Linked DNA regions of Drosophila melanogaster: region 1 is linked to region 2. The links are chromatin contacts, called in public Hi-C maps. All regions are on one chromosome and are shown on one strand. Each heading gives the region's core, a stretch centred on a gene start, on an enhancer-like site or on the middle of the called end of the contact. The rest is flanking DNA. Distances are from core to core; before and after follow the strand shown.

The links. A called contact is a pair of places that touch in the nucleus more often than the background predicts.
Region 1: a Hi-C map of the Kc167 cell line shows a contact between it and region 2, with 2.9 times the contacts expected there. The contact joins the promoter of CG8838 here to the enhancer-like site in region 2. A contact is called at or near these places in 6 of 107 Hi-C or Micro-C datasets (the Clone 8 cell line, the Kc167 cell line, cellular blastoderm embryo and 1 more).

Annotation. Positions count from the first base shown.
Region 1 is chr2L:3,356,024-3,363,560 of dm6, reverse strand. CG8838 reads right to left here and starts at 5,915. Exons shown (of 1, transcript NM_134925.3): 1 at 4,943-5,915. The coding sequence starts at 5,811. The coding sequence ends at 5,140. GramD1B (GRAM domain containing 1B) reads left to right here. Exons shown (of 10, transcript NM_134926.4): 5 at 1-51; 6 at 124-254; 7 at 366-562; 8 at 843-1,118; 9 at 2,118-2,565; 10 at 2,633-4,921. The coding sequence ends at 2,843.
Region 2 is chr2L:3,243,129-3,249,968 of dm6, reverse strand. No RefSeq gene overlaps it. Among named protein-coding and RNA genes, the nearest start is that of lncRNA:CR45337, 15 kb to the left of the region's middle. Within about 2 kb of position 1,303, at least 15 of the 39 cell types and tissues checked have an H3K27ac peak or open chromatin away from gene starts, as enhancers often do. A contact at or near this core is called in the Kc167 cell line and cellular blastoderm embryo, where this site is marked.

The DNA.
Region 1 (7,537 bases), core at 4,666-7,165, 110 kb before region 2:
GTGAACGTCACTGTTCAATTGGCCGCCTCTGTGGGGCCCAAGACCTCAAAGGTGAATGTGCACTGCCCTCGAAATAGAAACGAACAAATAAACTGACTACGCAGCATATATTAATTCCCTTAGGTAACCGAGTATCAGACGCAGCGGGAGTGTAGCAAGCCGGGCGAACTGTATTCCATAGACGTAAATAGTGTTAATGCAGGCATTCCATATGCGGAAAGTTTCAGTGTGCTCATACACTTCTGCCTGGCCAGGTGAGTCACCCGACTTGCACTCGGCGATGATAACTAGCTGGCTGATGAACAGTGCACAGATGTCACTCAACTTCTGACTTTTCTAATTGGCATTCTAATTCCGTTTCATAGAACTGTCGATGATCACACTATGCTCTCAATTCACACCCAGATCAAGTACAAGAAGTCGATCTGGGGCGTGGTCAAGGGCTTCATTGAGAAGAACACGTGGGCGGGCCTCGAGGACTTCTTTGGCGCTCAATTGCATGCGCTCCAGAGCGAGACGTGCATTCCACCTGCCAAGGGAAAGGGTCGACGGCCGAGGAGAGGTAAGCATTGCGACTCTAGACGCAGTAACCAATTAACTACAATGCAACAACCACAACAACAAGAACAACAAATACAGCAAATACAGCAACAAAGCAAAGCAATTTCTTTCTAATATTTTGTAATGAACATATCAAATCAGAGTTCGAATTCGATAACTGCCAATGCCAATTGCCATTGCTTCTTCTAATCACACCAAAACGCACGCATGCTCACAATAAACATGAAACCACTCGTTACGAACCAAAAGCAACATCCAGCTACAATCAACATACATCTCAGGCATGAATCAGCAATCCGCCACCTCCACGTCGACCACCTCCATCACGACAGGTGCGCTCCATACGGCCACCAGCACGGACAATGACAGCATTCAAGAGTCGCGACATCCCCATCAGCAGGATCAACATCAGCACCAGCACTTGCACATGCACCATCATCACCACCATCACCATGGTAGTCAGCATCATCATCACGATGCCAGGCACTCCCATCATCATCATCATCAGCCTCTGCTTCCCCATCATCAGCAGCAACATCCCCATCACTGGCATCACCGTAAGGCTCTACTTCAGTCCGGCAGAGGTACAGCTTAAGTATTTGGATCCTTTCTGACTAGCAATTGCCACAGGGGAATTGTGTATGTCTATCAGTACTAAAATATAGTTAGTTTATAATCTACTCAGAATTGACCACTTCATCTTTAAAGAAAAGATGTCAAAAATAATAGTTTCAAATGTTGTCGGCTTATTGTCATTAGCTATTAACTATTAACTATTTCTTTTCTATTTGAGAAGCGAATGTTTAGTAATGAGGTTTTGAAACGTAATTTAGAGGGATTTCGGGATTTCGCTCTTTTAATGCGCTTAACTTCAAATATACATTTCAAAGTAAATTCGATAAGAAGCACAGCTGGCACTGCCAAAGATTTATGAGCACACGTGATACAGGTTGCCGATCATAAAACGATTTCACCAATTTTAACCTTCCTTTTGAATGCTTCTTTTTATTAATCTAATAATTTTTCTTGGTAATGATTACTTTTAATGGCTTTATCAAATTTCGATAAGGCTTCATTCATATTTTGCTTAAAGTTTTGTCCCCTTCTAGTTCATAATGGATTTACCTTCAACTAAGTCACAAGAACTTGACGAAGCTTTCGAATCAATTCGATTTAGTTCGCGCATTAATTTCGTTAAAGAAACCTAATATTATGTCGATCATTAAATTTTTTGCAAGGATATTTTTCACCGAAAGGCTTGGTTCATTTCATAAACAGTTATCTACTGGTAATGCAAACTTTTCTGGAAATGTCTTGAATGATATGTCTTTTATCTTAAATACAGTCTCTCGTGACGATTGCTAGCCCATCATGTACCTCCTAATCACTTGCTTTTTATTGCAGCTTAATTTTTTTACTAGTGATTTATATTTTGTTGTACTCTTAATGTTGTGATTTTGTTGCCGGCCTATGTTCATTTCGATTCTTCCGTTCGAATGGTTTGATTTCTAACCGTTCCATATGCCATTCCTTCGCTCGTCCCCGTTTCTCCGCAGGTACCGCCACCCAAATTCGTCCTCTGGAGGAGGCAGTTGGTCCGGCCCCAGCCGTTGATCCCCTGGAGACCCAAATGCTGGCCGCGGGAGGTATTCCCGGGGCGGCAGTCGGCGCCGCCGCCGGTCATCCGCTGCTGCTCGAGGGCGGCAAGCAGCAACAGCTCCACCACCAGCAGCAAATGCACCATCACCACCTTCAGCCGCACAAGCAGCACCTACAGCAGCAGCAGTTGCACCTGGGCGGCGGCGACGGTCAGCCTCTGGCATCGGGTCAAGGGTCACAGGGTCACAGACTTAGACACAAGGGCTTGTGGTTGTTGGTTATACTCTTGCTGTGCTTGATGCTGGCATTAAATGTGATATTATTACTTAAGCTCTGGAGGCTGGAGGAACGCATTGACGTGGATCTCAATCGGCGGGCCCGCATGCCCAGTTTGGCGGCCTTGAGGTGAGTCCAAATCCATACTGACAACCAAATTCGCTATAATGTATGCAAATGAACCTACGCTTTTCAGTGAGCTGCCGAGCACGAATCAGGAATGGCTGGAATTGCTGCGAGACCAGGAGATGGCGCACGAGAACGAGCTGCACAAATGGCAGCAGGTGCTCCAAACTGCCATCGAGCTGCTGAAAAAGGTGAGCATTGTCTGCGAAAAGATCACCAATGATAGCCACCTGCGTCAGAGCATTGAGTCGATGTCGATGGCGGGGCGCACTGAATTCTAAGCATCTCATTAGACGGTGATTAACAGCGGCGATCAGAGACATCGGCAAACAGCAACAGCGTCAACTAATTGTAACTTTAACACTCACTACCACACACATGTATACTTGCAAGGCGTTTCATAACTGCAGGGCAGATTTAAGAAGTCCACTTAACGTCCTCAGCGTTATGATAAATGAATTTTAACTGGATGCATTAGTTTTTTCTTAAAGAACTTGGTTGTTTTCTATTTGCATTTAATGTTTTCGTTTTTATTCCTTACTACTGCCAAATTTAGTCATCTCACGAGCAGATGGAAAGGTCTGATAGTTTTGAAACGCACTGCACCAGCGGGCATTTGTTACTTTGATCTCCTAGTTAGCAATACACAAAACCCAAACTTGTGCATGTTCTATTCTCTCGGATTAAGATACACATCCTCTGACACTGAATGTTAAGGTTAATGTTGAAAATTCATGTATCCCAATCAAGGTTTAACCTATGTTTTCCAACATCTATCTCGAGCAGAGTTGATAAGTAGTCCTTAAAGATAAGTCTTGTATTCCGTAGAGCAAACTCAAGGCCAGTACGGTTAATGTATCATGAAGTACGATTGCAATTGTAATGAAAAACCTTTAAAAATTTTCATATTCTGAATGAAGAATGGAGAAGAGATTCCCATGGCACCACACAAACTCACTGTCAAAACCTTGTATTTTTGTAAGTAATTTTTAATTTTGTATTTACCCTTGTAGAAAGTACTCATTCACTCTCAACTAATCCTTTTTATGTTTGACTAATTTGTATCCTGGATGCTTCCCTGTAAAACGCTTTTTGTGTGGAGAACATAAGTTTGCTTTTAAACTGTTTTACTCAAAATCCTTTTGTTTTTCAGACTGAAAGAACTTTGGCTGAAATCGTAGTACGCTAGCAGTAAAATTATTTAACAAAATGTGCAAGTAAAATGAATCCAATCCAATTGTCTTCGACATGTTAGCAAAACACCCGAAACAATTTTTTGGGCCAAAAGCAAAGCCACCAAAAAATCTGAAAATGAATTTAAAATTCAACTAACATTTAGTCACAAACCCAATACACTTTGAAAAGAAATTAAGAACACAAACCAATATGTTTGTATACATATTTAAGATTATGTTTTAATGGTAAGAAAAGCGCGTGTATGATCTAAGTAGCTGCATTTTAGTTAGACTAGAGCAATTGTTTTGTTTTTATCACGGCATTTACGTGTAGCACCTGTTTGCTTGGCTTTGCTTCAGACAAATGTATCTACAAATCCTCAAGTATTTCATATCTCACAACATACCAAAAACCGAAACAAATCAAGAGAGAGAGCGCCCTGAATTTTTGTTTTAGAAAATTCATTTACATGTCGAGCAAGCGCAAAACTGGCAAACTGGAGAGTATATAATAACTATAACTTTAATATAATTGCCAGTCCATGGCTAGGGGAAATTTGATAAAAACGATTATACAAAATACTTATTGTGTACAATACTTTTGTAAAACCAATCGAAACAATTGTGAGCAATGTTTTCGTTCTTTTGTATAACTCCTCCCAACTCTTTACCCTTTTTCGATTTTTGGCGCCCGTTTACAGACGATACCGATACCAATACCACAACAAGAATCAGAAACAAGATGCTTCAAACTATTTAATCCAAATCGCAAGTCAAGGCTATGGCCAGTAACTGCGTAACTCTATATATACACCATATATATAATCCGTATATATGGCCAAGTATTGTTAGTCTGTAGTAGTTGCATTTTAATGTACCAGAGCAAAAATAAACAAAGCAAAAGCTTGAAAAAAGCAGGAACCTGTGCGAATTGAATGTGAAGAGAAAACTAAACCGGAATAATTAAGAAAAATACATTTAGATCTAAGCTAACAAAATTTTTAAGTTGGTTAATACCACGCTAAAAACTAACTCTTGTCAAATTAATTTGGGCCCTAGCTAAATTGGCTTACGATTTGTGTCACAATTTAGGCTTATTAAACAGAACATACAAGAATAAGAGACCGAATGTTAAGCTGCAGCAATGAAAATTCTAATTTATTATAAAACCGAATAAATAAAATAAAAAAATAACGCCTTTATTTCATTTCATGACATTTTTATTCATGTGTATATAAACTAGACAATCCATATTTAAGTACATTTTCAATTTGGATCGCCTTCATGTGGGATTCAGTGCGGTCCATCACATGGAGGGATCACTGTGATTAAAGTTGTTGATTACTTGGTGCAAATTTGATTAGCTTGAATGAATGAAAATCTACTGGTATATCTATCGCTTCTAAAGACGCCATCGTTTTGAGACCGGAATCTCTGCATTGCCGAGTCGATCTGCAGACCTGGTATTTCGCATCTGTGCACCCGACTTTTCAGGCGAACTCTTCTTGGTCTTCGTCTTGCTCAGCGTACTGGCATCCTTAGCTGTAGATTCTGCCCTTCTGGGAGAGAGGGGTTGTCGCTTCAACTGAGTGGAACTGGTCTTGCCGAGCTTTGGCTGAGCACGGAATGATCCCTGCCCGGCTACTTTCCTTTTGCGAGGCTGAATGACGACCGTCTTGGAGGAATTGGCACTGGTCTTCTTGCTGGACAGGGAGTGCCTTGGCGACACGGTCTTGGTCTTGCCTCGTCCATGGGACATCTTCTCCACCAGCTTCTTAATTGCGTTCTTCTCGCTCGGTGGCTGGATCTTAAGGAAAGTGTGTTTCTGGGTCAAATGCGCGGCAGTAATGGCATTTGCCGCTGGCGGAGACATCAATTCCAGTGTTTCTGGCAAGGGAAACTCCATCGGACTTGGTTTGTATTTGAAAGGTTTCTTTCCGTCGGCAGCTCCACGTGCTGCTTTAGGCCGACGAACTGGCGGAAGATTTCCATTCAGTTCCCTGCGCAGCCTGATGTGACGTTCCACCATCAAATCGAAGATGGAGACTATCGGGGTATTCAGCATGGACGTCATCGTGTTTAAAACAGAGTAAAAGTTTGGAAAATTCTTTGAATGTTTAGTGATAAATGTGTAATGGGGTGTTTGTACTGCTACAAACTGAGTGGGTGGTTGGAAAATGATTTCTCCATGAACATGTGATCTGACGTATTGGGCAGAGGTATTTTCTTAAAAATTTTGAATCCTTCGTAAATTACAATTATTTAAAGACGCATTTTAAAGCTAAAGACGTATATGCCATATATATACACAAACGCTGACAAAATATTTGCATACTTATAGGCATGTAACTTTAATGTTATAACTTACGTATTGCGATCGTAAATTACAATTATTTAAAGACGCATTTTAAAGCTAAAGACGTATATGCCATATATATACACAAACGCTGACAAAATATTTGCATACTTATAGGCATGTAACTTTAATGTTATAACTTACGTATTGCGATCGTCTTGTTGATAAATCTTGAGTAACGTAAAGTACAATTTTTAAGCTTATAAAGTATATGTGCAATAGATGATGTAAACTTTAAAATAAAGTCGATTTTTTATATTTATCCTAAGTAATCGTATATCCAAAGCGACAAAGTCTAGCAAAAGAAATGGCGACCCAATTTCGATAGCCCTGCTTTATTTCCCAACTCAACCAAGTTCAAAATCCTAAAATAAATTCACATGACGCCGAATGGCATGAGTAAGATCACCGACTTTGTTTATTCCGCTTCTTTTGTTGCATTACAGCTCTCTCCTGGGCAATATCAAGAAAGCCAACCTGACTGATAAGAGTTCAAGTTCATTAAACCGCATAAAAATCAGGAACAATTCGTGCAAAATTTGGGGGCCTTTTCAACGGTTCTTCGATGTAGGGAAGTAAGTATATATTATATACATACATATATGGATTTTATATTGGCCTTAAATACAACTAGGCTACATTGTTATAAAAAACTGCAATCTTCAACCTTGCCTTCTTAACTGGCTACAATTTTCAACACAGCTGTATATAATACACATACGTGTATATAGTCGACTAAGAAATTAAATTAATAGAAAATTTAGCAAATAACATACAAAATGAAAGACCAAGAAACTATTCACATTCCGACATCGCTTAATAAAATTTGTCTAGAAATTCAATATTTGCCGTACGCTCACACGTACACTTAGAAAAATGGCCCACCATACGCACTAGCACACATCAGAAGAAGAAAAGAGCAAATTAAGGAGAAAAAGAAAGAAAATAAGAATCTTATCAGCGGTAGAACAAAAACAAAGTTCAGTAAAAAAAACGAAACAAAAACAAAAAGAAAGCCACCAGAAGTCGAGAGCAACAACAAATTGGCTGTGTGTTTTTTCAAGGTTAAGAGCAAGTGCGTGTGCGTGAATTGGTGCCACTGTATGGGTGTCTCGCACATTTTGCACATTGTGCGTATAAATAAAAAACAGTAACAACAGTAAAACCACCAACACAGCAACAGGAAAAAATAATTTTTTTTATAGAGAGCCGAGAGCTACGCACCGAAAACGAGAAAAAAACATAGCGGCAACTTGGCGACTTATTCGCTCCAAGTTTATGGCAACACAATAAACTTAATAATTTCGCTGCAAACTGAACAATCATCATTATTTAGGCCTAATATGCAATTGTGCGTTATTTTCCATCTGATTTGGTCAACGACCCAGCGCAGGTGACACATTTTAAGGCTTATAATTGTATTATCGTTCCAAGTTCTAAGTGT
Region 2 (6,840 bases), core at 54-2,553:
GCTAACCCTTGGGCTTGGATTTTCGAGCTGAGCAAATACTACGGCATGGCATTCATAATTGTGCAACAACTGAGAGTCGTTGACTGGAATGAGGCCTGGGATATTTGCTTAAATGTCGCAATATCCTGCGCCACTCCTGCTGCATCCTGCTCATCCGCCCCAGGGACCTGGGCAATGCGTGCCAGCTCCGCAGATGAATTAAAAAGGCTGTGCAGCCCACACAAACGCCTCCTGTCCTGACTATTAAAAATTAATATTCCGAGGGGGGAAGGAGCCCAACCAGACGACAACGGGCGGTGCTTAACCATTGTCTAAGCACTGCAGGCAGAAATGTCAGGAAACGGGTGCAGAAAGCATTTGCGATGGCAACAGAATGACGCCCCGAGTGTTTACACCAATTCATTGGACCGCCTCCGCAAAACAAAGGAGTTGCAAAAAAGTGATGTCGGGAGGGGTGAAAAAATATAAAATAAAAAGTAGACGGGATGCGTTTGAAGCCGGGGCTAAATGATTTTGGCCTGAAATACTTTAAAAGCTGATCCGAGAAAAACCCATGGACAATGGAATGTCAACAGGACATCTCTCGAGGGGCCGAGGGATGACAGTGTGACAGTATGACAGTGTACCTGACAGTTCGACAGGCGATGGGCGATCCTGCGGTCAGACCACAGTCCCTCGTCCTGGGAACGGGATGAGCATGGCCACCAGTTGTGGCCACATTTATTTACCTTCTTCTAGCCGACGGGATTTGGCCACACTGTGCAAATATGTGAGTTCATTGCGGCATTGGGCTATCGTTGGGGTGTCCCACCTGTCAGAAGCTCGGCGAAGCCCCCGGCTGGTGAGGCAATTTTACAGCAGTTGATTGCAGCAACTATATGGCTCCGGGGCCTCGGCTGATTCGCCTTTGATGTTTCGCCCTGGGCAGGTAAATCAAGTGCATCAAGTGCCCGATATGAGGGTGCTCTCATCCGAGCCATTCGTACAGATTGTTGACCGGTTCCATTAGTTGGGGCAGTAATTCTGCCGGAAAATTTGCAGCAAACGGGAGGGGTTAAGAAATATTGAAGGGTCTGTGGGTATATACATTCAAAATAAACTGATAAAAGATGGTCGAAGAAGTGCATTTTAAAAGTGGACCACTCTAGCTACTAAGGCTTCCTACTTGCTTTTTGCTCCATACTTACAGGCGGTTGTAAATAAATGAAAAAATTGGAAAAAATATTTACTTTACATTAAGTTAAGTTACGTATTTCTGCCATTTTGAAGTTTTAAAGCAAACTATGTGGCAACACAGCAAATTGGTAACTTGTGTTAGTGCTTGTCACAGATGCTTTTCATATCAGCCGACGAACCACCAAACCACCATAAATACTCCTCCACTTTCGTCCTGTGATAAAAGTTGGTCCTCGCCAGCGTATGTGTGCGTGCTCTCGGCTTATACAGATGCGGTGGGTCGCCCGAATAAAAAAGGATTTCGACCGCCAAACTGATAAATTTTCAAATTTGCATGCTAATGAATACCGCGGATCTGCGTAGCTCTGCCAATGCCAAACTTTTCAACTTATGCGTTTGCTACTCTGGCGCAGAATATTTTGGCGAGTATTCATTCAGGTTTATGCCAGCACAGTGGGTGGCTTATGCATATGGCATATATATATACATATATACATATGTATATGTACAAACTGAATGAAAGGTGGCGACACAACATCCCGTGGCGACCAAACCGAAATGGATTTGCACACGGCGGAAGTTTAACCGCCCGGTAAACGGGAGCTTTGTTTTGAATACTCGAATAGTTAGCTGAAATATTTTAGAAACTTTGCTTTTGCTGGGCAAAACATAATAACTCTGTGAATTATAGACGAAATGTTATGAAAACTTTTTGATCGGGATTATAATTATTCTGTAATTTGGCGCAGTTTATTGTGCATTATAGCGCCCTTGATTGTTTGGTTCAAAAGCAATACTTTGCTTACAGCACAAAAATGGCGATAGATACGACTTTACCACAATTTCTTCTTTTGTTCCTTTTTTGTAGCATTTTTCTCTATGCCACTGGTATTTGGGTGATTTTTCTTTTGATTCTGCTGCATTTCAATTGAACTTTGTTGCGGTTTTTGGCTGCCCATTTGGGAAACTAAAAAACCGCACTTTGAAATTGAAGTATGACCAGCAATTGTAACTGTCAGTGCTAGTTGTGCAATTTATAGTCTTATCCTGCCACCGATGCTTCCACTGGAGTAATCACTTCTGCAAACGAGAGAGAAGAATGTGGGCTAAAATTAATTGCGATCGGTCGGATGCGTTAGCGGAGAAACGCAGCGAAAAGGTTAAACGTTGACAGCCATTTGAATTCAGTTTATTAAAATGCTCCCCCTTTTCCGGATGGGGCTTTCCCCATGGGGGTAGAATCTGTGTGTTTCCCCGCTGTGTCAGCATATAATTTGGCCCGTCGCAAGACAAAAGAATGCCATAACACATGAGTTGCCATCGCAGACGCGAGAATCTGAATGAAAGTGTCAGCGACTGGAGAACTGGGCTATATACATACACACGTATACACTTGCATATATATTCACTTATTCTCGTATATGAAGAGACAGCGACTCTGCGAAAGGACAATGTGTGTGTGCGCTGGATTATCCTAAAAGTCATGGCTTAGACAAATGTTTTATGCTCCACTTGGCTGCATTAGCCTCGCGTATTATGCTCAAGTGCCGCTGGCGCACGCTGCGTATGAGTTATTTATTGTTTATTTAAGCTATTTGGCTTGATTTTCCAGCTGTCTCTGCAAGCCAAAGCAATTTATGACTAAGCTAAACTTTTTTCGCGTATAAAAACGAAATCAAGATTTGAAAATATTCAATTTAAGCTACTGAAATCGCTCTAGGTTATTACCAATTTAACTTTAACTTTACAACTGCAACTGCAAAATAACTATGAAAATGTTTATCAACTACTGACAGCTATTTGGCAGGAGTTTAAAAGGATAAAATTTTACTGTGCCATTCAAAAAGTGTTTTTCAGGAACTTGGGTGCATCTTAAATTTGATGCGACCGCATTTCCGCAATTCGCGGTAAGTAATTCAATGGCATTGGCTTGAAATAAAATTTGATGCCCCTCATGTGGCAGGCAGTTGGTGGCTATGCATATGGCTCATAAGTTTTCATCTTTCTGATATCCAGGGTACATAAAATGAAAGAACCTTAATTCACATTAAAGGACGCACGGACGGAGGAAAAGGAACGAGACCTGTGTCGATGCATCCATCAATTGCCACTGCACATAGGCCAAGGACATTTCTAAAAGCAGGGCGTGCCACGCCCACAGCCAGCAGTCCAAACCCTTTTTGCCGCCCCTCTACAACCCTCTTCACTTATTTACCCAGTCAACTGTTCAGGCATTCACTCTTGCCCGTGGCAAGGGGGCTTTTTACGAGGGGCTTGTTCGCAGGAGCAGGGTTTCCACTTCTCGACGCATTCATTCAAACACGGTTTGTATTTGAATTTCACTCATTGCGCATCCAGGCGTTTCATGACCCTCTCTGCCAGCGGCCAACTTTTAACCAAAGCCAAGGCAACGCAGTACACCCAGATTATAGTTTGGACTACGCCTACGCCCTTGCAACACTGAGAGAAAATGTTGCTAACTTGAACTCTTCATAGAAACTAGCATCAATTGTTTCACGAGCCCGTTAAGAAAGCTTTGGTTAATATAACGTAATGGCTTTGAAAATTATAAGTAATAAAAACATTTTTTTCTTGAGTGTACCTAACCCATTGGCGGTTGGCAGTTAACCTTGCCCTGCTGGCGACCGCCATGTGGCCTAAATAATTGCACGTTCCAATTGGCCTACTCGGTGGCCAGTTAAAGCGAGAAGGTGGCCAACTAGAACAGGCAACGCTCTCGGAACCTTTTGTCACTTCTTTTGTACTGTCAACAATTGCATTCCAGCAGATTTGGATTCGTACTCGTATTTGGATTCGGATTCAGATGCAGCTACAGCTGCAGCTGCAACTGCAGAGAGACTGCAGACAAGTTGACTGCAAACATTACGGCTGCTTGCCTTCTGTGCTGCGCTGTTCTGTTTTGATGAATGTGGCAAGATATTCCTTTGTTTGGCGTGACGTGACGAAAATTGTTGCCCCAACTGACGGCCCCACTATAAGGGACTGAGTTGTCACAGAACAAAGTAAAGCGCAAAATAATATAAAGGAAAGCAAACAAAGAGACCGCAGTAGACTGACATTCATTTAAGTTTCAGCGGTCTTGAAGGTAACTTGCTGACAGAGACGCTAAATAGGAAGTTTCGCTTCCTAATTGATAGATAATCCCCATAAATATCAATTCCCCGGTTGGCCAAGTAAATCCCTCTCATCCACTTTGCCTCCTTCCAGCCGACGGAGCGTGAAACTTTTCTAATAAATATGCGCTCGGCTTGGAGGGCATAATCCATTTATATACACTCGATAAAAGGCTTTATTAAATTGACAATACAAAATTGCTTTATTGGATTCGCAGAATGTGCGTGGGCGAACGGAAGGCAATTTGCGTTACTTTGATGTAAATGGATGAATCTTTCGCTAACTCAAACAGAATTGTCCAAGTGCAAATGTTGACGGGGAAATTACAAGATAGAAAAATTCTTTTTATCCGCACCATTTTAAAAAATAATCCCCTTAAAAATGCAGGCCATCCGCCATTAGTGCGGATAAGTAAGTGTAGCATTTCCCGAAAATCTTTTCCAGCTTCTGGCCTAGTGCAATTTAAAATCTATAAATCTGTAATCGCCATCATACATCTTATATGTAGGTAGGTGAATCGATTTCACCCACGTCCACCGCTCGTATACGTGATGCGGTACATGATCAATATTCAATCGACACACTCGGGAAAAACCCCATAAATTACCTACAATACCCATAAAGCTCCCCTGTTCATTGCATCTACTTCAGGTCGTCTGTCCGCAGGCTTAACATATATATATGTAGAGAGAGAGAGCTCATGTAGATATAGATATATGGGGATTTGATTACTCTCTGCGCCACATTTATCTTAACCGTGACCCATAAACACATAGCGCCAGCAAACAATCATAAAATATGATTGCGACAATGTAGCGAATCGAGTTGGTTATTTATGATGATATTATGATATTTGGAGGGCTTGCTTTTACAAGGTTGTAAATAAAAGAGTTACGTAGGAAAACAACCCCGCGGTGAGTTGCTTCAATTAACAAAATGAGTTAGTTAATTGTGAGACTATTTCCCAGCATTTGTTAGTTTAAAGCACTCCCCTGCCAGCCAGCAGTGTCCCTTTGAATTAGTGCAAAAACCACTTGCCACATTGCGCATCCGCCCCGTATGCACTCGTTCTAATGCACAGTCATCCTTGTGTGCGGTTGCCGCTCCCAGCCACTGCCATTAATGTGAAAAATTTAAGTTTTCAAAGTCGCCAGCCAGACCCCTTGGAACGCCCCTCCCTTGGATCACCAGCCCCACGGCTGTTGCCACTGCCATTAGCAGAGTTTTACTCGCAGACGCGTTAATTCACTCACATCACGCCGGCTGTTTGCATAAATCAACGCTCCCCGGCTGAAAGCCGAGCTCCATGGGCTATGTGTGCAATATCTGTGCTGGCTTTGGCCGCATCAACTTTACGGCTCCTACTTAAAGCCGCAAAAATCAGCATAGCTCGTTACGCAGCACCCCGTTCTCCAGGTGGGTATCCGGATTTCCACCTGAGCCGCAGCGTATGCCGGCGCATTTATTACACGGCCCGCTTGCCAGCGATTTACAGCTTGTTTCCTGAACGGTTTAAGCCCTTTAGCCCGGCTAACTCGAGTGGGGCGACGTTCCTGCTCATTTGTTAAATTATAATGAGTTCTGACGAAGGGATGCTGTTTGGTGGTTTGATGATGGGAAGGGGGAGGGGATAGATCAATAAAATATAGCACCTGCAACATCTACGGCTTGCGGTCACCGAAAACCGACAAAAGCCTCCGCCCCCGAAAACACAAATATGGGTTTTACCACGAACAAAGGAATTGCGGAACGCCTCCGGGATTTCGGCGACAGTTTCCGCGGCGAAAAGTTTTGCGGGCCGAAGTTCTGTGGCAGCAACTTGGATTTCTCCCGATGACGGCCTTCAATTTTGTAGCGCCATCGCGGTCTGGAGTCGCAGCTTTAAAGGCGGATTTAATTACTCACACTTTACCATGCACTCTTTGCTCTGCTCTATTTTTTCAAGAAAAAGGATTATTATTTTAATAGGCACGAACTTTTGTGTCAATTTCAGCAGCTGCCTCTTGTTTTTTGCAAACGCCTTCAGGCGAAGGACCAACTCTAATTAAATTTCAATGTGAAAAGTGCTGTCCTCAATTAGAATTAGATAAGGAGGAGAAAAATGCGCCATAAAGCCCAAGGATTAAGCCAGATTGAACATCTTGGCGAGTCTGTGTGGCCCAGAGACAATTTGCATACTTAATTGGTAATCATTTGACTGTCGACATCTCGAGGGCATTCTGAAGAGGAATCCGTATCCGAATCCGAATACTAATCGGAATCCGGCGCTTAGTCGCCGATTGCGCAACAATTCTTTCGCCTGATTAGCAGAATATTTAATTTAATCCTTTGTGCTGGCAGATGCAGCCAGGAAAAGCGATGGAAAAGCGAGAAAAACTAATGAAAAGAAAGCGTAACGAGAGCAAGGCTGGCTTTGATTAGCGATGAGTCCGAGTCCCCCGATTGATTAATCACATTCGATGCCTGGCACTGTGCTATATTTTAATTGGAAAGCCACAGACAGAAATGGCAGAGCAAGTTTCCGAATTT